Linked DNA regions of Sus scrofa: regions 2, 3, 4, 5, 6 and 7 are each linked to region 1. Evidence: chromatin contacts called from public Hi-C, HiChIP or PLAC-seq and promoter capture Hi-C data. All regions are on one chromosome and are shown on one strand. Each heading gives the region's core, a stretch centred on a gene start, on an enhancer-like site or on the middle of the called end of the contact. The rest is flanking DNA. Distances are from core to core; before and after follow the strand shown. Region 1 holds the start of SLC16A13 (monocarboxylate transporter 13). Region 2 holds the start of SPAG7 (sperm associated antigen 7). Region 3 holds the start of SLC25A11 (mitochondrial 2-oxoglutarate/malate carrier protein). Region 4 holds the start of SOX15 (protein SOX-15). Region 5 holds the start of MINK1 (misshapen-like kinase 1). Region 6 holds the start of PLD2 (phospholipase D2). Region 7 holds the start of CXCL16 (C-X-C motif chemokine ligand 16).

The links. Promoter capture Hi-C pulls out the DNA fragments that hold promoters and counts their contacts. A called contact is a pair of places that touch in the nucleus more often than the background predicts. HiChIP or PLAC-seq counts read pairs in DNA pulled down with a chosen protein or histone mark.
Region 2: an H3K27ac HiChIP or PLAC-seq map of alveolar macrophages shows a contact between it and region 1. The contact joins the promoter of SPAG7 here to the promoter of SLC16A13 in region 1. A contact is called at or near these places in 1 of 5 promoter capture datasets (liver) and 1 of 2 datasets of contacts at active chromatin or transcription factors (alveolar macrophages).
Region 3: a contact with region 1 is called in a promoter capture Hi-C map of liver, with 4 times the contacts expected there. The contact joins the promoter of SLC25A11 here to the promoter of SLC16A13 in region 1. A contact is called at or near these places in 2 of 5 promoter capture datasets (fetal liver and liver), 1 of 47 Hi-C or Micro-C datasets (liver) and 2 of 2 datasets of contacts at active chromatin or transcription factors (alveolar macrophages and skeletal muscle).
Region 4: a contact with region 1 is called in an H3K27ac HiChIP or PLAC-seq map of alveolar macrophages. The contact joins the promoter of SOX15 here to the promoter of SLC16A13 in region 1. A contact is called at or near these places in 1 of 5 promoter capture datasets (fetal liver) and 1 of 2 datasets of contacts at active chromatin or transcription factors (alveolar macrophages).
Region 5: a promoter capture Hi-C map of fetal liver shows a contact between it and region 1, with 4 times the contacts expected there. The contact joins the promoter of MINK1 here to the promoter of SLC16A13 in region 1. A contact is called at or near these places in 1 of 5 promoter capture datasets (fetal liver) and 1 of 2 datasets of contacts at active chromatin or transcription factors (alveolar macrophages).
Region 6: a Hi-C map of liver shows a contact between it and region 1, with 3 times the contacts expected there. The contact joins the promoter of PLD2 here to the promoter of SLC16A13 in region 1. A contact is called at or near these places in 1 of 5 promoter capture datasets (liver) and 1 of 47 Hi-C or Micro-C datasets (liver).
Region 7: an H3K27ac HiChIP or PLAC-seq map of alveolar macrophages shows a contact between it and region 1. The contact joins the promoter of CXCL16 here to the promoter of SLC16A13 in region 1. A contact is called at or near these places in 2 of 5 promoter capture datasets (fetal skeletal muscle and liver), 1 of 47 Hi-C or Micro-C datasets (liver) and 2 of 2 datasets of contacts at active chromatin or transcription factors (alveolar macrophages and skeletal muscle).

The regions. Positions count from the first base shown.
Region 1 is chr12:52,434,022-52,436,907 of Sscrofa11.1, forward strand. It overlaps SLC16A13 (monocarboxylate transporter 13), which reads left to right and starts at 1,498. Exons shown (of 4, transcript XM_003131926.4): 1 at 1,498-2,189; 2 at 2,338-2,481. The coding sequence starts at 1,991. It overlaps SLC16A11 (monocarboxylate transporter 11), which reads right to left. Exons shown (of 6, transcript XM_005669186.3): 5 at 1,297-2,886; 6 at 586-995.
Region 2 is chr12:51,947,413-51,950,298 of Sscrofa11.1, forward strand. SPAG7 (sperm associated antigen 7) reads left to right here and starts at 1,501. Exons shown (of 7, transcript NM_001243921.1): 1 at 1,501-1,593. The coding sequence starts at 1,509. It overlaps CAMTA2 (calmodulin-binding transcription activator 2), which reads left to right. Exons shown (of 23, transcript XM_021067750.1): 21 at 1-110; 22 at 269-343; 23 at 428-1,291. The coding sequence ends at 491.
Region 3 is chr12:51,969,351-51,972,236 of Sscrofa11.1, forward strand. It overlaps SLC25A11 (mitochondrial 2-oxoglutarate/malate carrier protein), which reads left to right and starts at 1,444. Exons shown (of 8, transcript XM_021067766.1): 1 at 1,444-1,705; 2 at 2,308-2,460; 3 at 2,547-2,753. The coding sequence starts at 1,611. It overlaps RNF167 (E3 ubiquitin-protein ligase RNF167), which reads right to left and starts at 1,461. Exons shown (of 10, transcript XM_003131906.4): 1 at 1,148-1,461; 2 at 507-1,010; 3 at 344-424. The coding sequence starts at 590.
Region 4 is chr12:52,884,359-52,887,244 of Sscrofa11.1, forward strand. It overlaps SOX15 (protein SOX-15), which reads right to left and starts at 1,427. Exons shown (of 2, transcript XM_003131946.4): 1 at 1-1,427. The coding sequence starts at 41. FXR2 (fragile X mental retardation syndrome-related protein 2) reads right to left here. Exons shown (of 17, transcript XM_003131974.5): 15 at 2,850-2,886; 16 at 2,618-2,718; 17 at 1,574-2,272. The coding sequence ends at 2,177.
Region 5 is chr12:52,065,194-52,068,079 of Sscrofa11.1, forward strand. MINK1 (misshapen-like kinase 1) reads right to left here and starts at 1,494. Exons shown (of 32, transcript XM_021067776.1): 1 at 1,071-1,494. The coding sequence starts at 1,127.
Region 6 is chr12:52,086,397-52,089,282 of Sscrofa11.1, forward strand. PLD2 (phospholipase D2) reads right to left here and starts at 1,408. Exons shown (of 25, transcript XM_021067789.1): 1 at 1,246-1,408; 2 at 612-721; 3 at 392-522; 4 at 159-301. The coding sequence starts at 720.
Region 7 is chr12:52,144,703-52,147,588 of Sscrofa11.1, forward strand. CXCL16 (C-X-C motif chemokine ligand 16) reads left to right here and starts at 1,491. Exons shown (of 5, transcript NM_213811.1): 1 at 1,491-1,566; 2 at 1,866-2,004; 3 at 2,289-2,371. The coding sequence starts at 1,503. It overlaps ZMYND15 (zinc finger MYND domain-containing protein 15), which reads right to left and starts at 311. Exons shown (of 14, transcript XM_003131915.4): 1 at 51-311; 2 at 1-48. The coding sequence starts at 279.

The sequences.
Region 1 (2,886 bases), core at 248-2,747:
TCCCCTGTGTAAAATGAAACCAGCTACTATTACTTACCTCCTGCTACATGCCAGGCTCTAAACTATGCCTTTTAGCATAGAGTTTTTTGCTTTTGGGGTTTTTTCTTTTGTCTTTTTGCCTTTTCTAGAGCCACTCCCACGGCGTATGGAGGTTCCCAGGCTAGGGGTCGAATTGGAGCTACAGCTGCCAGCCTACACCACAGCCACAGCAATGCCAGATCCTTAACCCACTGAGCGAGGCCAGGGATCAAACCCGCAACCTCATGGTTCCTAGCTGGATTCATGAACCACTGAGCTACGACGGGAACTCCGATAGCATATAGATTTTCTAATTCAACTCCCCTGCCAATCCTAAAAGTAGGTACTATTATTAGCTTCAATTTACAACTAGGGAAACCAGCTGAGAGGTTCAAGATCTTGGTCAAGTTAACAAGTGATCAAGCCCGGACTGAAACTCTGATTTGATTCTAAAGACTGTGCCCTTAGGCACGATCATACAGCCACACCAATTTCCACATCTTTGATGCAGTCCCCACCAGCCAAAGTTCTGACCCCACTCCCCCCTCCCCCCAAAAAAAGAGCATCTGGGGCATGATTATTTTTATTTCCCACATATAAAGATTCAATACGCTTTTGAAAAGTACCCAGCCTCCCTCCTCATCCCAGCCCACTTGTCCGGTATGAACACTTGAGCTCACATTTCAAGGTCAGTGTCCTAAAGATCTTGAAGCCGAGCCCTATAGCGCTGTGTAAGACTGGAGAAATTGGGTGCTGGTGGGGTAGAAGGGGCTTATTGCTCCAGTGGTGGTCACAGCTTGTCTCTTTAGTCTATCCCACCATGAGATCAAAAATTGTGGTCAGGAAGTGCTTGTTACTAGAGTGCAGAGGAAAAGTTTCCAGCCCCACTGAAGAAGGGTGCTTGGTGGGGCTCCAGTGAGCTCAGAGCTGCACTTCCTCTCCCCAGTTATTTTTGGTCTCCGTGACCTGTAGGTTTCCTGTTAGTGGGAACAGGGAACAGGAACGAGTTCCTATTACAGAAATCAGCGCAGGAGTCCAACAGCCCATTCCCTTGCCTCCTTCCTTGGTCTTTGAATCCCTCGGGGATCTAGCCGGCTAGATTCTAGTGGCCTCAGGTGCTTGGCCAGATACTTTGTTTAGTCTTATCTCAGAATCCCTCGGAACCCCCTCCCCCACCCACCCCCGCCCCACCTTTCAACTCCTGGGTCCCTCATTAAGCAGGTACGTTATCTTCTCCTGAAGTAGTTCACCCACCGCCAACCCCCAGGGACTCCTTACGTGCACGTCTCCGTGCTGAAATCTGGTCGAATTAGCCCGCTAGGTAGACAGGAGACCGAAGGAGCCTCCTCGTAGGCTCCTGGGTCACGCGGGGTCCGCTGACTTGGTCCCGGAAAGTCCCCGCCTCACGCATGCGCCGGGCTCGTTGCCCCTGCAAGGAACGGGCTCTAAACCCCGCCCCGCCCCTCTGGCCCCGCCCCTCGCCGAGGAGTTCCGCGTTTTCATTGGTGAGCTGCAGACGGGGATGTCGGCCGGGCTGGCCAGGTGCTGACCCTTCCGATGATAAGATTGATGATCCACCCGGAGGCTGGCGCCCCAGGGGTGGGGCTCAAAGCCAGTGCTGCCCCCGCCCCCGGGCTCCTAGACCGAATGGCCGCCCCTGCCTCCGTCTGTCCCACCCGGGCCCGGACTCTCGACTACCGCCAGCGTAGCCACGCCCCCTGGCGCTGAACGCGGGGGGCCAGCGAGGGCCTGGTCACCCCACCTATATCGCTCCCCCACTAAGGAAAAGGCGCAGGCGCCTCACGCAGCCTCTCTGCATCTTTCAAGCCCTCGTAGGTGCTTTCCTCGCTACCATCCTCTCCGCCCCCGCGCGGTCCGGAGCCGGCCGGCTGGGTGGCCAGGTGGGTGGGCGCAACCTCCTGAGCCCTGCTCCCGAAGGTCTCTTGGTGGCGGCTGCCCTGTTGCCTCCCTGATGGCACATAGGGCTGAGCCCCCCGACGGGGGCTGGGGATGGATGGTGGTGCTCTCAGCGTTCTTCCAGTCGGCGCTGGTGTTCGGGGTGCTCCGCTCCTTCGGCGTCTTCTTTGTGGAGTTTGTGGCGGCGTTTGAGGAGCAGGCGGCGCGAGTCTCCTGGATCGCTTCCATAGGAATCGCGGTGCAGCAGTTCGGGAGTGAGTGCTGCGCCTGGGTCCAGAGTCCTGCGACCCTTGACCCTCGGAAGGGAGGCGGGGGTGGGGGGAGACAGTCAAGGAGATGGGGCGGGTGGTTGCTGGGGAAGGACGCCTGGGCGCTTCCCCCAGAACCTTTCCTCTTCTCCAGGCCCAGTGGGCAGTGCCCTGAGCACGAAGTTCGGACCCAGGCCTGTGGTGATGGCTGGAGGCATCTTGGCTGCATTAGGGATGCTGCTCGCCTCCTTTGCTACCTCTTTGACCCACCTGTACCTGAGTATTGGGCTGCTCTCAGGTGAGACCCTGGGCAAGGGCCGGAGAGTCAAAAGCCTGAGTCTTTGGCCTCTGGACTTTTTACCTTCTTCTGGCTGCTTTGAAAGGCTTAGGGAGAAGCCGAGGGAAAGGTTTGGCTGGCGCCTGGGCCCTGAGGGGCTTCTTAAAGAGAGGTGACTAAAGTGAGAAACCGGTTAGGGAAGATCAGGAAACTCAAAGACGATGAATCCAGAAAGTACAAGCCCAGGGCTAGTGGGACTGGAGTTACTGTGAAGTGGCGGCAGGGACTTTTCATTATCCTATTTACAGATGAGCTTATGCTACTCGCAAATGAAGCACATGCAGCCAGAAACGGGAGAGCCCAGGTCTAACTCCAAAGGTCTGTGGTACTTTGCAAACATTATCTCTAAGCCTCCAGAGTCTCATA
Region 2 (2,886 bases), core at 251-2,750, 490 kb before region 1:
TTTCAGCAGAGTCGCCGGGCAGCGGTGCTCATCCAGCAGCACTACCGCTCCTACCGTCGCAGGCCAGGGCCTCCCCACCGGCCCACGGGCCCCCTGCCTGCCCGCAGCAAGTATGGCCCTAGCTTTCCACCCCTGCTGGCCATACCCACTGCCCAAGGATACCCTCCATCATTCTGCCCCCCCCTTCCCCTGCCAGGGTCCCTAAGGGGCAGAGGGCAGGGGATGCCCGCGTGTTGTGTGAGGTTTCATCTCTTCTTTCTTCCACCAGAGGCTCTTTTCTCACCAAGAAGCAGGACCAGGCAGCCCGGAAGATCATGAGATTCCTGCGGCGCTGCCGACACAGGTGCTGCGATTTGGCCCTGCCGCCTCCCCCATCCCACCTCCCGATCGGCCGGTGTCCCCTGACTCCTTCCTTGTCTCTCGGCAGGATGAGGGAATTGAAGCAGAACCAGGAGCTGGAAGGGCTTCCCCAGCCCGGCCTGGCCACCTGACTTCTCCATCGCCTTTCTCATCAGCCGGGGCCGCTTCTTGCAGTCTTAACAGGGAGAGGGCTCTCTGGGGGAGGGGGAGCCCCCCCACCCCACCCCCCGTTGGCAGCTTTCCCGTCACTTCTGTAGGAGCCCATCCTCGGTCTCCGCTCCCGCCCCCTCCGAAGTGCTGAACTCCCTCTCCCACCCCCGGCTCCTTCTCCTCTTCCCTCCGGGTCGTGCCCCCCTCTTTGAGTCCCCGGCTCCAGAAGACCCACGCCCCACATACCTGCATCTTCAGCTGTGACCTCCGGAGCCCTGCCTGCCCCTTCTCCACATCTCCGAACCCGCCTGTACCCACCTCAGCCCCTTCCTGACTTGCCTTATTTATTTGTTCAACGAGTCTCTGAATGTATCCGCCTCGGTCCCACCTCTGCCTTCACTGCGCGCGCGCCCCTCGTGTTTCAGGGCTGACTGTGCCCCCACCCCGACTCCGCATGTTTGCGTCTGTTCCCTCCTTTTCTGACCCTGTGTTTCCCCGTCACCCCGACCGACTCCGGCCACCGATCTCGGGGCCAAAGGAGGGGTGTATATAAGAACGCGTTGCGGAGTCCTGCCCCGTCCCCGAGGGGAGGGGGCTTGTACATAATGTAACATACAGAGTATAGTGAAGAATCTATTTAAGGCGCCGCGGGGAGGGCTGCACAGCCGGACTTGTGGTTCCTGGCGCGGCGGGGGCCTTCAGCCGGCTCTACGAGAGCACTTTCTACTTGTGCATGGGCTTGGTTTCTACGAATTGCCATTAAACATCGCTGCACCAGCCAGCCTCCGGCCTCTGTCTGACCGGGGAGTGGGGGGCGGGGGGGGCGGGGCGGGGCCTCCGCCCTTGGGAGGCTGCGCCGGGCGCCCCAGCTGGCGTCAGCGCCGCACGGGAGCTGGGCGGGGCGGGCGCGTGGTTTTCCGCCTCCGACGTGTTTCCGGCCTTAAAGGCATTTTGCCCTTCCCTTTAAGACGCACCGCCCCCTCTCAGTCACTCCCAAGATGGCGGACCTACTGGGCTCCATCCTGAGCTCCATGGAGAAGCCACCAAGCCTCGGTGACCAGGAGACTCGGCGCAAGGCCCGAGGTGAGGATCCCAAATTCACAACCGCCTTTTTTCGCCCGGTTCACAGGACCTCACTCCTTCCACTTTGACGACCCCGCCTCCTCAACCTTGAAAGACCTCTCACGGTCCCCTTCAGAGACCCCCGGAGTCCCTAAAAGGGCTACCGGCCCGCCCGCTGTTCTTAGCGGACCTTGATTGGCTACCTGAAGCCCAGCGCCAGCCCTCTCTCCTCTCCCTACCCTGGCCTTCCGCAGTCCTTCTTTTTAATTCGTCGACGAGCCCGCCTGTCCGCGGGTGGCGTGCTGTGATTGGTAGGCTGCCTCCAACCCCACCCAACCCCTTGGTGTTCTGCGGCGGCTCCTCTTCCCGCCTTCGGACCGGAGCGGGGGGCGTGTTCCACCGCTCTGCCTTTCCCGCCTCTCGGTGCTCGAGTCCCGGCAACCCCTGTCCCTATTCCGATTGGGCCCCGGACACGTCCATCCGCAAGCCTTTCACCCTTATTGGTCACCTCAACTTAAACGTCTACCTATCACGTTTCGTTCGACCTTCCTCTAGTCCACCCCACCCTCAGCACCTCTAATTGGTTGCTGAGTCCTTTTGGCGCCTTTCTGCCCCGCCTTCTTGATTTAACCCGCTCCCTTCTGCCGCTCCTCCAACCAACCTTCTTCATCTACACCCTTAAATGCCAGAACCCCCCCCCCGGGGGGGGGAGTGAATGTTGATTGGAGGGATGAGAATGCCCCTGCCCGGTCCGATTGGCGGTAGTCTCCCCGCCTGTGTTCTCCGAGTAACTTCCCTGCTGGCCTGTCAACTTGGGCTCCCAGCGCAGGGCGCGGCCCGCGGGGAGGGGCTGCCCTCTCTTTGGGTTGCTGCTCTGAGACGTGTGAATGAATCTGGCAGAATGACTGCCTTGGGGAGGACACCAGCCTTGACCATGTCCCGGGCACCGGCTCTCCACCCGTCCGAGGTGGGGCCAGGGCAGGCTAGGTTGCCTTCGAAGTCTCAAGTGCTGCCTAATATCGAACTATATCATCCATAGTTGCTGTCCTGAGTGGTTACTCGGGCCCAGGGGTACCCTCCAGGAGCCCACATGAAATGCTCACACGGGAGTTTAAAAACCAGCTTTATCAATGTCCTGAAGGAAAAATAATTGTTATGAGAGGGGCTACAAGTAGGGTCCTAACCTAGTCTGCAGTGAGCTGAGATGATGAAGAATGGGTAATTCGGTAAGTGAGAGGGGAGCACAGTGCTCAAGGCAGAGATTTGAAAGCTCTGAGGAAGAAGGGAGCCCTGGGACATAGGAAGTGGAATTTT
Region 3 (2,886 bases), core at 194-2,693, 460 kb before region 1:
CACAATAATCCTGTGGTAACTTTTACTGTTATTCCATCTTTACAGTAAAACAAACTAAGGCCCAGAGAGATAATTAACTTGTCCAAGGTCATAAAAACCAATAACTGGCTCTAGAGACCCTACTGATAAGCACCACCCCTGGTGCCTTTTATCTTGGTCCACTTTCAGTCTCCTTCATAAGGCTCAGAGTTCTAGGAGTAGACTTTGTCTCCTCCCTCCGATTCTGGATTCCACCAGGCCAGATGTGCTCTTGCGCTAAGTTCCTAACTTGACTCTTCTACCTCCAGCTTCAATCATCCAAGAGGGAAAATTTTGGGAAACAGGAAAAAGGGAAGAAAATCACCTGAAGTCCCTCCTGGCTCAAGGCAGCCCCAAAGAGAGCTGGGAGGTCTGCAAAGTCCATGCTGGCATTGTGGTCCGAGATCTGCGGCAAGAGTCCATGTCTCTCCTTTAGCCTGCAACCTCTCCCCTTCAGCGCCCTTCCCCCATCTGCCCCTCAGACTCACCGCTCGAATAAGCCCCTGGCTGGGGGCCACTCCCCACAGCACAGTGGCCACAACCACAGGAAGCGGGAAGGCCGCAGGGTGCATGGCAGCGGGAGGGGAGAGGCGGAGGAGGCCGCGTCCCGATAGCAGGAGCAGAAGCGGAGTTCTGCGCCCTCTCTGGCCCTTCCTCAGGGTCCCAGGGGTCCAACCACCCCCAGGTCCCCCTTCTCAGCTACATGGGGACGAGGGGAAGGACCCCCGACTCGGGGAGTGAGATAGCCAACCCCCTTAGTGGAGCCGGGAAGGCGACACTAAAAATACCCTTTTCTGGTATAGGAATAAAACGGGGGAAAGGAACAGAAGCAAGCCCAGGTGACAGAAAAACTTCTGGAAGGGTGGGGGGAGATCACGGAGGTGGGACTTCCGGCCAGGTGGGCCGTATTCCCATTCCCTGTAAGAGGGTTTCCGGCAAAGAAGGTCAGGCCGCTTCCAGCATTGGACGCTCCAGACGAAGGACTTCCGGTCCTAAAAGTCCGGTTAAAAGAAAAGATTAGAGGTGAGAGGAGTGCCTGTACAGACGAAAGGAGCACCGAAGCCCCAGGCAACAGCTTGGTTGTTTCCCCTCTAGTGCCCAGGATCCTGCAACTGGCTGGCTTACAAACCTCTCCGCCTCCCTCTGGCCGCCGCCACTGCCGCCGCCGTATCTTCACGTCTCGCGAGAGTTCTCCCACACACATCCCTCCCACCTGCTGAGAGCTTCCCGTACCTACCGCGAGGGACTGCCTAACTCGGGCTAGTCTAAGCTCACGAGATCTCGCGAGATCTTCAGAAACCCTCTTCTCTGTGTTCCCGCGACTCCAATTCGATAAAAATTGCACCTATGCTCTGGCTTCCTAAATCAGCCACACCCCTTCCCGCACCCATTCTGGAAGCTCCTCCTTCAGCTCCGCCTTACTCCCGGCTGCCCTTGCGCTCGCGCCTGCGCCAACTTCCAGCTAGCGCTGGACCTGAGAGCCGGAGGGGTGTGCGCGCGCGCCCTCGCCCCTGTTGCGCGCGCAGTGTCACCTTGGGCGCGAGCGGGGCCGCGCGCGCACGGGACCGGGAGCCGAGGGCCATTGAGTGGCGATGGCGGCGACGGCGAGTCCCGGGGCCGGTGGGATGGACGCGAAGCCCCGTACCTCCCCTAAGTCGGTCAAGTTCCTGTTTGGGGGCCTGGCCGGGTAAGCTCAGGCCCCAGGGATGGGACAGGAGGAGGAAAGGACGGATGCAAGCAACCAGGCCCGGCTCATCTTTGGATCTGTTAGAGTGAACCGAGCCGGCACGGGGTCAGCGCGGTCCCCGTCGTAGTGCGAGATCCATGATGGGCTACCAGGATCTTTTTACCCATCGCAGGGTCCCTTCTGGGCTGCATGCACGGCTCCTGCCGGGCCGCCTGAGTTTCCCAACCCATTGCTTGGCTCTGAGGGGCTGTTTGGGGTTCCAGGTCATTGCATGGCTCCTGCTGGACAACGTGGGATCCCAGGTCATAAGTGCCCACCTCTCTTCTTTGGGTCCGACTGCATGCAGTCCTGGGATCCCTGCTTGACACCCTTGGAGCTGCATGGAGCACTTTTCTTGCATGGCCCCTACTGGACCCCTGGACTTTTCAGACTTATTGCTCTTGGTACATGTGGAGACTCTTGTACACATGTCCGCCAGCCTCCTAAAACTTGGTCAGTCACATGGCAGACCCTGCCCTTTGTGACCTCTTGTTGCCAGGTTCCAGGGGGCATTGGTAGATCTGGAACACCTGGCACTTGACTCCACCCCTTTCTTTCCCCAGGATGGGAGCAACAGTTTTTGTACAGCCCCTGGACCTGGTGAAGAACCGGATGCAGTTGAGTGGAGAAGGAGCCAAGACACGAGAGTACAAAACCAGCTTCCATGCCCTCACGAGCATCCTGAGGGCGGAAGGCCTGAGGGGCATTTATACAGGGTACTGGGGCCAGATGATGGGGGAGGTAGGGTGTGGGTTGGCAGCTCCAGACCTTGGCTTGATGCACTGACCCTTTCGCTCCCCAGGCTGTCAGCTGGCCTGCTTCGCCAGGCCACCTATACCACCACTCGCCTTGGTATCTATACCGTGCTGTTTGAGCGCCTGACTGGGGCTGACGGTACACCCCCTGGCTTTCTGCTGAAGGCCCTGATTGGCATGACTGCAGGCGCAACTGGTGCCTTTGTGGGAACGCCAGCTGAGGTGGCTCTTATCCGCATGACTGCTGATGGCCGGTGAGTTCCAGGTTTGAGCCTGACCCCAGCTCCGTTCCCTAGAATCTCCAGTGAAAGACCTGATTTCTTATCCTAGAGCTGGAGTACAGCATTCACCCGTTCACGGCCTTCTGGCCTCCTTTTCTTCGCTCCT
Region 4 (2,886 bases), core at 177-2,676, 450 kb after region 1:
AGGCTCCAGGCCTGATCCTGAGAGGAGCCGGGTAGCGCCATGGGAGGGTGGAGGGAAGCCTTAAGAGGGCGTCCTACACGCCCTCGCCTCCAAAGTGAATCGTTGATCCCCAAACCCGAAGTGCCTTCCTAGCCCGGAGTCGTTACAGAGAAACTCGTGTCCTTAAAAGTATATGTCGTCCCCAAGTTCAGAGTCCTTGTAATGGCGCTCCTGCTCCCAACCAATCCGGCACGTTTGGGGAGTCGGGCGCGAAATCCGCTCTTGGTACCCTGTCCGGGCCAGGTTATGCTCTCCTCTCCTGCTTGCCGCGAGGTCCCCGACCTGTCCCGCTCCCCGTACCCGCTGCTGGCCACCGGCCCGGGGCTCGGTGGAGGCGGCAAGCGCTCACGCTCTCGTCTCTGGAGTCCCGCAGCTGCCAGGCGGCGCAGCCCGGGTACCTAAGGCCTCGCTCACCTGGCCGCAGCTTCTGTGGCTGGCGGGTGGGCCAGAGCCGGGAACAGCTTTTAACGACTGACTCCTCCCCACTCCCTCCCAGTGGGCCGCGCCTCCTCGAGGGCGCCAACATCCCCCTCCCTTAGGCGAACCCAGGTGTCCCGTTCCTCCCAGCCCCCAACGCTCCCCCTTAGGGCACCCCGCCCCCTCCCCACCCAAGACCCAGAAGTCAGACCTTCCAGCCCCGGGAGCTCGAACAGCTTCCCCTCCCTTCTTAAGCACTGGCAAATTAAAGTCAATGCCTTTGCACAAAGGGATCAAGCTCCAGGGGATCAAAAGCCCTCAGGGTCAGAGTTGTGCTGGGAGGAAGGTGAAACACCCCACCCCCACTCCCACCCCTTCTCAGAGGCCTACTGCTTCTCAAACCCCTGACCTGTGCCCCGGGGCAAAATAGCCAGGCGGTCAGGAGGTAGGCAGGCCATTTCTGTTTCCTGAGTCATCCCAGCAGGTGCTTGGGTTGGCAATTGCAGCCCTTTCCAGGTGAGAAAATTTAAACCCTCCCAGCCACAGCCCCCAAACCCAGGTTTTTCCACTGCACATTTTATCTCCAAACCTCAGAATTAGGGAGGCAGGGACGACTCCTGAGGCTGAGAGGTCAGTGACGTGGATGCTGGAGAAAAAAGCCTGGATCCAGAGCAGAGAAGCAGGAGGAATGAGGGCTGGACACCCAGGTCTCAGGGCTGTGGGCGAGGGAACCCTGCTCCCCACTCTGCCCAAGGCCCAGCCCAAGCCCCAGGCCTCAGGTAATCCGATTAAGCAGCCTGCCTTGGCTCTCAGCTCCTGGCAGGAAGAGCTCCAGCTCTACCTGGCCCGCCGTCGTGACTCAGGGTATAGGAGTGGCCCAGCTCCCTCTACCAGCACACCTGAGGGAGGGGAGAGGCAGCAAGCCACTCTCCTCTAGACCCAGGAGGGTACCTGGGCCTGGGGATCTGAAGAATGTCAGAAATTCCCAGAAGGAGACCATCTTTGGAATGCTAGAGAAATCAGGTGTGGAGATAGAGGAAACGAGGGCCAGGGGCCAGGGCAGGTCATTCCTACACAGACAGACCAAACTGGCACAGGAAGGCGCAAGAACCAGAGAGCCATTTGGATTTTTTTATTCTCTTTTTAAATACTGTACAGTGAAAAATAAATACGCCTTCTCATCCACCAGACAAGGTTGGTCCCCCCTCCCCTGGGGGACCTTGTCACCCCCCTTCATACACACCCCTGGTTCTACTCCAAAACCTTCCCCATGCCTCCCACCCACTTAGACCCTTACTATCCCCGTCTTCCACAGTGATGAGGCCCCAGAAATGGGGGGTACAGGACGGGAGTAGGGATAGCAGGGGAACCCCCCTGAACTGTCACATCTGGGTGGGTCAAGGAGCACCCCGCACCAACAGGCGGAGAATGGGGGTGTTCAGAGAGAGATTGGGGCATTAGAGGATAAAGGCACATCCAGTCTGATGGGGAAGGAGAGAGGCTCCCCTTACCCTGGGGGTAGGGTGGACAAGAGGGAGGGGGTATGACCCTGTTACACACCCCTCCACTAGCTCCTGGAGGTTGGGGGGGACCCAAGCTGCTGTGCCACCCCCCTCCCCCCTAGATAAGAGCAGCTCCAGCGCAGGTCAGTCGGGCCTGTGAGGGCCATGGTGTTGGGCAGCAAGCGAGATGGAGAAGGGAGGGATGCGGGCTGGAGGGTTTATGAAACCCCATTCACCAAACTACCCAACTCCAGGGGGGCGGAGAGCTCCCCATTCTCTGAGGGGCCCTTAGGAAGCTTGCTGACAGAGTCACCCTGAGGGGGAAATGGGAAAGAAAACGGAGAGGACGAAAAGAGAAGGGTCAGTAGAAATCCAGGTAACGACAAGCCCCTACCGTCCCCTTGCGCCAGGCATCCGCTGACCCGGGGGTTGGTTCACCTGATGGGACTCTAGTCACATTTACTCAGATCCAGAAAATAAGAACCCAACTTTCCTTTCTCCTCTACTGAAACTTTCCAGTATTCTAAATGCAGCCTACACTCCGTCAGACACACCTTCTCTGCAATTTAGTAAGAGATTTCTTTGGCAGTTTTCTTGTGCCCCCCCTGCCCTAGAACAACAAAAAAGGAGGTAGGGGGAACTACATCTTGCTTGCCTACCTTCTGTCCTGAAAGAGAATCCTCTGAAGGTTTAGTGCGTTCCAGGGGTGGCCGCTGGCGGCTCTGAGACTCTGCTCGGGAGATATAGTCAGCCACAGTCACTGGGGAAGGCAGAGGACCGAGTTTCAGAAGGGACCCAGGTACCCGACCACTGAACCCCAAGCCCGAGAGTTCACAGGCTAGGAGGCAGCCTGTTCTCTGAGGAAGGAGCTGAGCCCCAGGGCTGGCTGACCTGGCTGACGGTCTCCACTGACAGAACCATCAGTCCG
Region 5 (2,886 bases), core at 244-2,743, 370 kb before region 1:
GGTCTTCACCTTGAAATCACTCAATTGCCCCTTAAGCCAGGGCTCCCTGCTGAAGAAAAACACACAAATGCTTCTGAAAGCTCCCAAATGAGGGCACGCAGGAACCCCAGGAGGGACAACAAATGGGTACTTGCAAGAAATTGCTGCTGCAGTGGTTTCCTCGGATCCCTTTTCTAATGAACCCCCCCCCCCCCCGAGATCTCCATTGCCTCCCCCTCCCGCCAGCAAAGCCACGAATACCCAGGCTTTTCCAAACCTGATGGACCACAGGCTGCGTTGTGTTTGTGTGTGTACATACATATAAACATCCTCTTCCCGGCCCAGGCCAGAGTTTCTGAAGATAAGAAAGGCGTCCCCTCCTCCCCCAGTGCACTTGTCTTTCCTCCCAGCCCCACACTGCTGCAGAGTTGGTAATGTAATATGCGGGGACCCTGAGACCGGAAATGCCTGGTTCTGGACTGCTGCACTTGAAACGCGACCGCAGGCACGGGGAGAGCTGTGCAGGGGGATGAGGGCGGCGGTGGGAGGTGTGAGGCCGAGCGGGGAGGCTGGAGTGCCGACCGGGAAAGAGATGCAATTCACGGCCGGGCGAGGAGGAGAAAGGGCGACGAGGGCGAGGCTGGCAAGGCAGTGGCAAAGTCAAAATTCGAGGAGGCGAGAAAGAGGAGGGGGAGGAAGAAGACCTAAGTAAGAGCAAGGGGGGAAAGAGGCCCCAGAGGAGGTCAGGGGCCAGGGAGGTGATCCTACAGGTTCAGGGGAGCCAGAGGGTGACCCTCAAGCACCTGGGAGAAGGGGGTCCGGAACCGGAGTAAAGGTAGAGGTGGAGGGAAGTGTGGGGGCGGGGCACCCCAGGGCGGGGACCGAACTAGCTCCCAGAATCTGCAGCGCGTGGAGAGCCGACGGGAGCAGAGGGCGGGGGCCCGGCGGCGGCGGCTGCGGCGGGCGCGGGGGAGAGGGGCCGGGGTCGCGGCGGGGGACAGGGCGCCCGGGGAGCGCGCGAGGCGTGCGGGCGCCCGCTCCCCTGCGGCGGGGACTGGAACCAGGGCGAGGCTGGGGGGCGGCGCGCTCACCCGCAGGGCGGACAGGTCGATGTCGTCCAGGCTGCGGGCGGGGGCTGGGTCGCCCATGGCCTCCGCGGGGAACCGGGCCCCGGGGCCGCTCACGCTCCGGCTCGGTTTTTCCGCTGCCGCCGTCGCCGCTTCTCCCCCATCGGGGGATCCTGGGGGCGGACTCCACCGCGCCTCCCCCGGAGAACGGGGAGGGGGAGGGCCGGCGGGAGGACCTACCCACCGACTGACAGGAGCGAGCGCCCCAGAGCCTGCAACCCGAGCCTCCCCGCTGTCCTGCGCAGGCGCCGAGTGGCCGCGCACCGGGAGGGTGGAAGAGGGAACGTGACGCGAGCGCGCCGAGCGCCCCCTCCCCCTCGGCGCCGACACCTGCGCGCAGGCGCAGGCGGGAGAGCGAAAGGCGCGCGCGAGGACCGAGCGGCCGCGCGAGCCTGGCGTGGAAGAAGTGGGCGGAGGCCGAGGCGGCCGGGGAGCGCGCCCACCAGCCGGCGCGCGTGCGCACACGCGTTTCCTTCCTTTCCCTTATTTTTTGCCCTTTCTCTCCCCCGTTTCCTTCCGAGCTCTCCTTTGATGCCTTTCCTTCCCTTTCCCTCTTCTTTCGTGTGCCCAGCTGCCAATCAAGCCACCCACCTCTCTATTTGCGGGGGAAGGGGGCGGGACCCAACCTCCTCTATTACTAGGGGGGGTTGTTATGGTAACTCCCCACGCGAGGGCTGGGTGGCCTCTAGATAGGATGGGCTGTCCACCCACCTAATTGCCATGGCAACAGTGGAGCCGCCGAGGGAGGGGCCTCTAGTTGAAAACTTGGCTGGAGAAACCACCTGGGAGCTGGGGAGTGGAGAGGGGCACTAACTGCCGGAGGAGTGCCCCTTACCCCCTTCCCTGGCTGGAGTGGAGAGTGTGGAAGAGGGGATCTCAGATCTCAGAATAGGGAATCCTACAGCCGACCTTTGTCTCTGCACTTCTTGTTCTGCACCAAGGAACTGTTTCAACAATTATTCATTGACTGATCATTGGAGCTGTGCCTGGGGGGAGGGGGTGGCAAGGAGGGGAGGAGGAGGAATGTATGTCCAACCCCTTCAAATCTTGCTTGGGTCACCTTAGGTCTAGTCGTGTAGGCATAGCACCCCCAGCCATTAGCCTCACTGGAGGCTGGGTAACGCTATATAAAGAGCAAGGACTCGTGTTCTGCCACAGACACGCTGTGTGACCTTGAGCAGGTTGCTTTGCTTCTCTGGGACTTTCTTTCACTGTGAATTTGAAGAAGGCTGCTTGATCTCTTCCAGCAACAAGGGTATCTCTGAGAGATCCCACCATTAGCCATAATGTAAATATCACTTAGGAGGGTTTGAATGGAAAATCCTTGGGGGAGTTCCCATCGTGGCTCAGTGGTTAAGGAAACTGACTAGTAACCATGAGGACGCAAGTTCAATCCCGGGCCCCGCTCAGTGGGATAATGAGCTGTGGTGTAGGTCACAGACACGGCTTGGGATCCTACGTTGCTGTGGCTGTGGCGCAGGCTGGTGACTACAGCTCCAATTCGACCCCTAACTTGGGAACCTCCATATGCTGCAGATGTGGCCCCAAAGAAGTTTTAAAAAAAAATTTTTTTAATTAAAAAAAAAAGTCCTTGGAAAGGGGCAGACACTCCTTTCTGGCCACTTCTTTATAGCCTATTCAGATGCACCTGGATTCTTGCTTCCCTCCCCCCTTACCTTGCTGTTCTTGTCTAAGCCATTGTCTTTGTCAAATCATTACTCACCTCAATGCTCTCTCTTTTTTTAATGGCTACACCTGTGGCATATGGACGTTCCCGCCA
Region 6 (2,886 bases), core at 158-2,657, 350 kb before region 1:
CCAGAGGTGGGGGAGGAAAGTAGCTGGGGAAAAAAAATGGTTGTGGCCTGGGGATGAGGCAGGCAGAAGGCAGTGACGGGGGCTGGGGGCTGGCAGCCCGGGCTGCCCGAGGTGAGGGGCACCTGCCCTTCCCAGGAGGCAGTCTGGTCCCCCCTCACCGAGCCAGTGGGAGCAGACTCATCAAGACTTTGTGTCTCAGGAGGTCCCGATGCAGCTCTTGAAAATGACGGAACTTCTTCTTGGTTGTCCAGGTAAAGTCGCCGTGAGTCAAGCGGACAGAATAGAGGGTGCAGGTTCCCACCTGGGGGGGGGGTGAGGAACTGAATGCTCATTCCCTGGATGGGTGGCAGCCCCCCACTCCGACCAGCCCTCCCCTGCCCCCTCCAGCCACCTTGGATCCACTGGTGTATCTTTCAGTGCCCACCACCTGGGCTATGACAGGGACCCCAGGGGCAAACACCAGGGGGTGCATTTTCAGGGGCTGGAGGTCGTAGATGGCCAGAAAGGGGTGCATCCGGTCAGCTGGCAGGAAAGAAAGCAGAAGAATGTGGACCCCAGGAGGTCTCAGCGCCCTCCTCCTCCTCTCCTCCGGGGCTGTCGTCGGGGTGTACCTGGGTCCTCTCCCTCCCTCAGAGTGTCCATCTCATCCCGCTCCATCTGTAACTGGCTCGAGTCCAGGTCATCCCCAGACGGGAAGAGGCTCTCGGGGGTCGCCGCCATCCTAGGAATACGGGGAAGCTTCGGGAAGGCGATCTGCTCTGCAGAACCCTGTCTCCCATCCCATCTCACGGTCCTCCGTCTCCCGTCGGTCCCTCATTTCCCCCCACCCGGCTCCCGCTGACACCCATCCTCTCCCTGATAATGGCCCATCGGTCTGCAACGCATCTAATCTCCATCCCTTATCTCGATCCTTCATCCAGAATCCCTGAGCTCCGCCTCCAGTCCCCTAACCAGCGTGCCGAGGAACACCCGGCCAGGCCCCGAAGGAAGGCACAGCAGAAGCCAGGGGAGGGACCCCGGGGGTTGCAAAGGGCCCGGAACCGCCGGGATTCCAGCCAGGCCAAGCCAGCTGGAAGAAGGGGTCCAGGCGGGAATGAGGAAGTTACGCGTCCCCGCCCGGGAGGGAAACCCCGAAATCTGAGCATGGGGCTGAGTCCGGAGGCCCCGAAGCCAGGACCCACTCCCGTTCCCGCCCTGTTTCCCGGGCCCGGGACCTCCGCGGCGCCCCCTCCCAGGTCCCCTCACCCGGGCAGCCGGAGCCGGCGAGGGCGCGGCTTCGCAAGCAGAGGGAGCGGTGCAGAGCCGGAGCGGGAACCCACACCCCAGCGGGCCGGGGCGGGGCGGGCGCTCAGGGCCTGCCCCCGGGGGCGGGCCGGCCTCCGGCCTCACCTCCGCGGGATTCTCGTCCGGCCTGTCCCGCCCCCGCCGCCCTCGGCCCGCCCCGGCGTCCTTGCGCGCTACCGGGGACTGGGGGCCGCCCTCTGCGCCTCGGGATCGCGCAGCAGGCTCCGAGCATCCGCGCGGCTCTGTCCACCCGGCTGTCCCGCGCCGTCGATCTGCACGTGCCGGGCCGCAGCCCTGTGGGCGCTCGGCGCTGCGCACCCTCCTCCGCGCGGGCGCGGGCCCCCGGGGTCCCCTCCGGCCGCCCATCCCGCCTGGGCCTCTGGCCGGACTCACTTTGCAGAAGCGACCGGAGAAATGCCCGGGCCGGCCCAGCTGGCATTTGCAGATGGAAGGAATGATGGAAGCCTTGAGGACTGGTGGCCACTAGTTCATTAACGTACCCAAGTTTTCTTTCATTCATTCCTTATTGCACGCTTGCTCTGCGCCAGACACTGGGCGTACAATAGTGAACAAGACTATCACAGCACCTGCTCTTCTGGAACTTACCGAAGAGCAAACAGGAAAACAGGCTATTTTTCAGGTTACAAAAGACAAAATATTTCATTTTTTAAAAAGTAGATTTATCTCTTCTGGATGGAGGAATGGGTTGATGGATATTTCTTGATAGACATTTGGGTTGTATCTAGTTTTTGTCTATATGACTACAGCTGTTATAAACATTCCTGGGTAAGTCTTTGTGTAGATATGTCTTCATTTCTCTTGGGTAAATAGCTAGGAGAGGAGTTGCTGGGTCATGTAATTGTATTTTAACTTTTTAAGAAATGGCGAAACTCATTTGATTCCTAATTGTACACATTTAAAATATAGAGACAGTGAAGAAAGTGTCAAACGAAGACTATTTTTTTTTTTTTCTAGGGCTGTACCCATGACATGTGGAAGTTCCCAGGCTGGGGGTCTAATCAGAACTGTTGCTGTGGGCCTACACCACAGCTGCAGCAACACAGGATCTGAGCCAGGTCTGTGACCTTTGCTGCAGCTCATGGCAATGCTGGATCCTTAACCCACTGAGAGGGGGCCAGGGATTGAACCTGAGTCCCCATGGATACTAGTTGGGTTTGTTACCACTGAGCCACAACTAGGAACTCCAGGGCTATTTTTAAGTCGCCATTAAAAAGCACTTTTTGGAGTTCCTGTCGTGGCGCAGTGGTTAACGAATCCGACTAGGAACCATGAGGTTGCGGGTTCGGTCCCTGCCCTTGCTCAGTGGGTTAAGGATCTGGCATTGCCGTGAACTGTGGTGTAGGTCGCAGATGCGGCTCGGATCCCGAGTTGCTGTGGCTCTGGCATAGGGCGGTGGCTACAGCTCCGATTCGACCCGTAGCCTGGGAATCATCGTATGCCGCGGGAGCGGCCCAAGAAATAGCAAAAAGACAAAATAAATAAATAAATAAGCACTTTTTTTTGGAGTTCCCATTGTGGCACAGTGGTTAACGAATCTGACTGGGAACCATGAGGTTGCAGGTTCGATCTCTGGCCCTGCTT
Region 7 (2,886 bases), core at 241-2,740, 290 kb before region 1:
GGGGCTCGTCTCCCAGGAGCCGGGCAGCCCCCAAGCCTGATCCTGGGCCGGCTCTGCCCCTTGCCCCAGGCTGATGCCCACACTGCGGTTGGGTAAGACGTGGAGCACCCAAAGGGCAGGGTCCTGGGGCAGCCTTCTGATCTGAGCCTCCAGCTGCTGCCAGCGGCCCTCGGGGCTGGTCCCCACAGCCCCACGCTCCGCCATGAACTTGTGGAACCAGCCAAAGAGAAGGGCAGCGAAATCAAGGAACTCATCACGGTATCCAGACACAAACTCCATGTCTTCAGGGGCACAGGACCTGGGCCCAGGCTGAGCAGAGGAATGGATATATGGTGAGGGAGAGGTATGGGGGAGAGTTTGGGGCTGGGTCTCAACAGGGGGGAGGGTGTGGGTTTAAGGGTCCCTTGCGGTGGAATCTGTGGGTGAGTGTTGGGATGGAGAATGGAGTTTTCAGGGCTGAGGATGGGAGTTCAGGATGAAAATGGGGGCCAGACGTGAAAGCGGGTGATGAGGGTTAAGGCTGAGTCGTCAGGAGGGAGATGGTATTTGAGGCTCAAATCCTCAAAGGTAGGGTTTGAGATGAGGCTAGAGGGAAGGGAAGGCCAATCCTATGGCAAAGGCTTTGGTGAGGGAAGAATTTTGGATCCGTCGATGGGTTTGGGAGGAGGGAGCAGGAGCCCGGGCTTCCCTTCGACTTGGAGCGGTTTGGCGGTGCGCCCCGGTACACGTAGCCCCTCCCGGCCGCTCCACTACTCCGGTACCTGCAGCCGCCACCTCTTTTCGAAGGTAAATACCTCGGGTTGGGGCGTGACGTCAGGGCGCCCGAGCCCCCAGCCCAGTCCTCGGGTGGCACGCCCCCTGCACCCTCGCGGCTCGGAGGCCGCCCCCAATGTGTCTTAAGGGACTGGGCGCGCGGACTGGCCTGCTGCCATCACGCCGGCGGTGTGATTGGATCCCGGCGCACCCAGACCCGGGCTGGGAAAGTGAGAGCCTCTCATCGCGGGGAGGGCGGGCTGGCGGGGCTGGCATTCCGGGACCGAACCGGATCAGCCCAGCGGGCACTGGCCGGGCAGCCTGGGCTTTTCTTTCGCTTTCTTTCGCCTTCGTGCATTCCTGGCTGCCCCTCGACGAGACTGGGCTGGGCGCGGGGGCGCGGGGGCGCGGGGGCGCGGGGGCGCGGGGGCGCGGGGGCGCGGGGGCGCGGGGGCGCGGGGGCGGGGCGCGGGGGCGCGGGGGCGCGGGGGCGCGGGCGGACGAGCTCCGCCTCCCGGAGTTTCCCCGCCGCCCAGGCTGGCGATCACGCGACTTCGACGGTACTGTCCGTTCGAGGCCCCGGGGGCGCCGGTGAGGGCGCCGGGAGGGAGGCGCGGCCGTTTCGCGCGCCGCCTTCGCCGATGGTCAGGCGGAGCGGGAGAAGGAAACGAAAGCTCCTGAGAAAGCAGCTGGACGCCAGGCTCCCGAGCTCGTCTGGGTGTCAGCCCGGGCGAGGCCGCCGGGAGAAGATGCCGCTCTGGGAACTCTGGTTCTTCTTGCTCGCACTCTTTCTAGCGTGGCTGACTCCACCAGGTTCGGGGAGGCCCCGGCTGGTGCCCAGATCCCCAAATCCCGGGAAAGGGGTGGGGAGCACTGGGTCCACGGGGTTGGGTTGAAGAAGCGGGGAGCCAGGGTCCCCAAGGACCAGCTGCTTGGGGTTGGGGAACAGGCTGGGGAACACCTGGGTCCAGGTGTGATTGCGGACGTACTTGCGGAGTGTGGTGTGTGGGTTGAACCTGGGGGCAGATCCTGAGGTCTAGGCGAGAGGCTGCACTGGGGCTCTGGGTTGGAGGCTGAGTCCAACCTGTGCTGACCGCCTCGTTCCCACTCAGGCAATGGCAACGAAGGCAGCATGGCTGGAAGTTGTCCTTGCAATAGAAGGATTTCTTCCCACTCCCCTCCGACCGATCACGACATGAGACATCTCCGGAAATACCTGAACCACTATCAACACTGTACTTCCTACGTCAGGTAATCTCACCCCCGGCGGGAAGGGCAGTGCCTCCCGGGGTCTCCAGGACCCTCTGTGGTCAAACTCGAACTCCTTCTGGGAGGAGCTCTGGCCCTCTCTCGGGGTTATCTTTGCCCTAATTCTCCACACCTTCGTTTCCCTGAATTCCCACCTGGAATGTCCGAGTCCCAGCAGAAACTGCCGAATCTTGGCAATGACCTCACTTCTTTGGAACGAGGAAAGAGCTGGGAAAGGGGTAGGAGGTGGAGAGGGGAGACCGCTGAGACTGAGTCCTTCCTCGCAGGTTCCAGCTACCCCGTGGGAGTGTATGTGGAGGCAGCAGTGACCAGTGGGTGCTGAAACTGATGGGCTGCTTTGATCGCGGAGGTGAGTCCCCTGCCCTCCACCAGGGGTCAGCAAGCTGGAATGCACTTTTTTTTTTTTTTTTTTTTTTGCCTCAGCCCTTAGTCACCTCACATTCCTATTCTGTGTACTTGCTTCTTCTTCTTCTTCTTCTTCTTTTTTTTTTTGCTTTTTAGGGCCGCACTCGCGGGATATGGAGGTTCCCAGGCTAGGGGTGGAATGGGAGCTACAGCTGCCAGCCTACACCACAGCCACCGCAATGCCCGAATCTTTTTTTTTTTTTTTTTTTTTTGTCTTTTTGTCTTTTTGCTATTTCTTTGGGCCGCTCCCACGGCATATGGAGGTTCCCAGGCTAGGGGTCGAATCGGAGCTGTAGCCACTGGCCTACGCCAGAGCCACAGCAATGCTGGATCCGAGCCGTGTCTGCAACCTACACCACAGCTCACGGTAACGCCGGATCGTTAACCCACTGAGCAAGGGCAGGGATGTTCCTAGTCAGATTCGTTAACCACTGTGCCACGACGGGAACTCCCGCAATG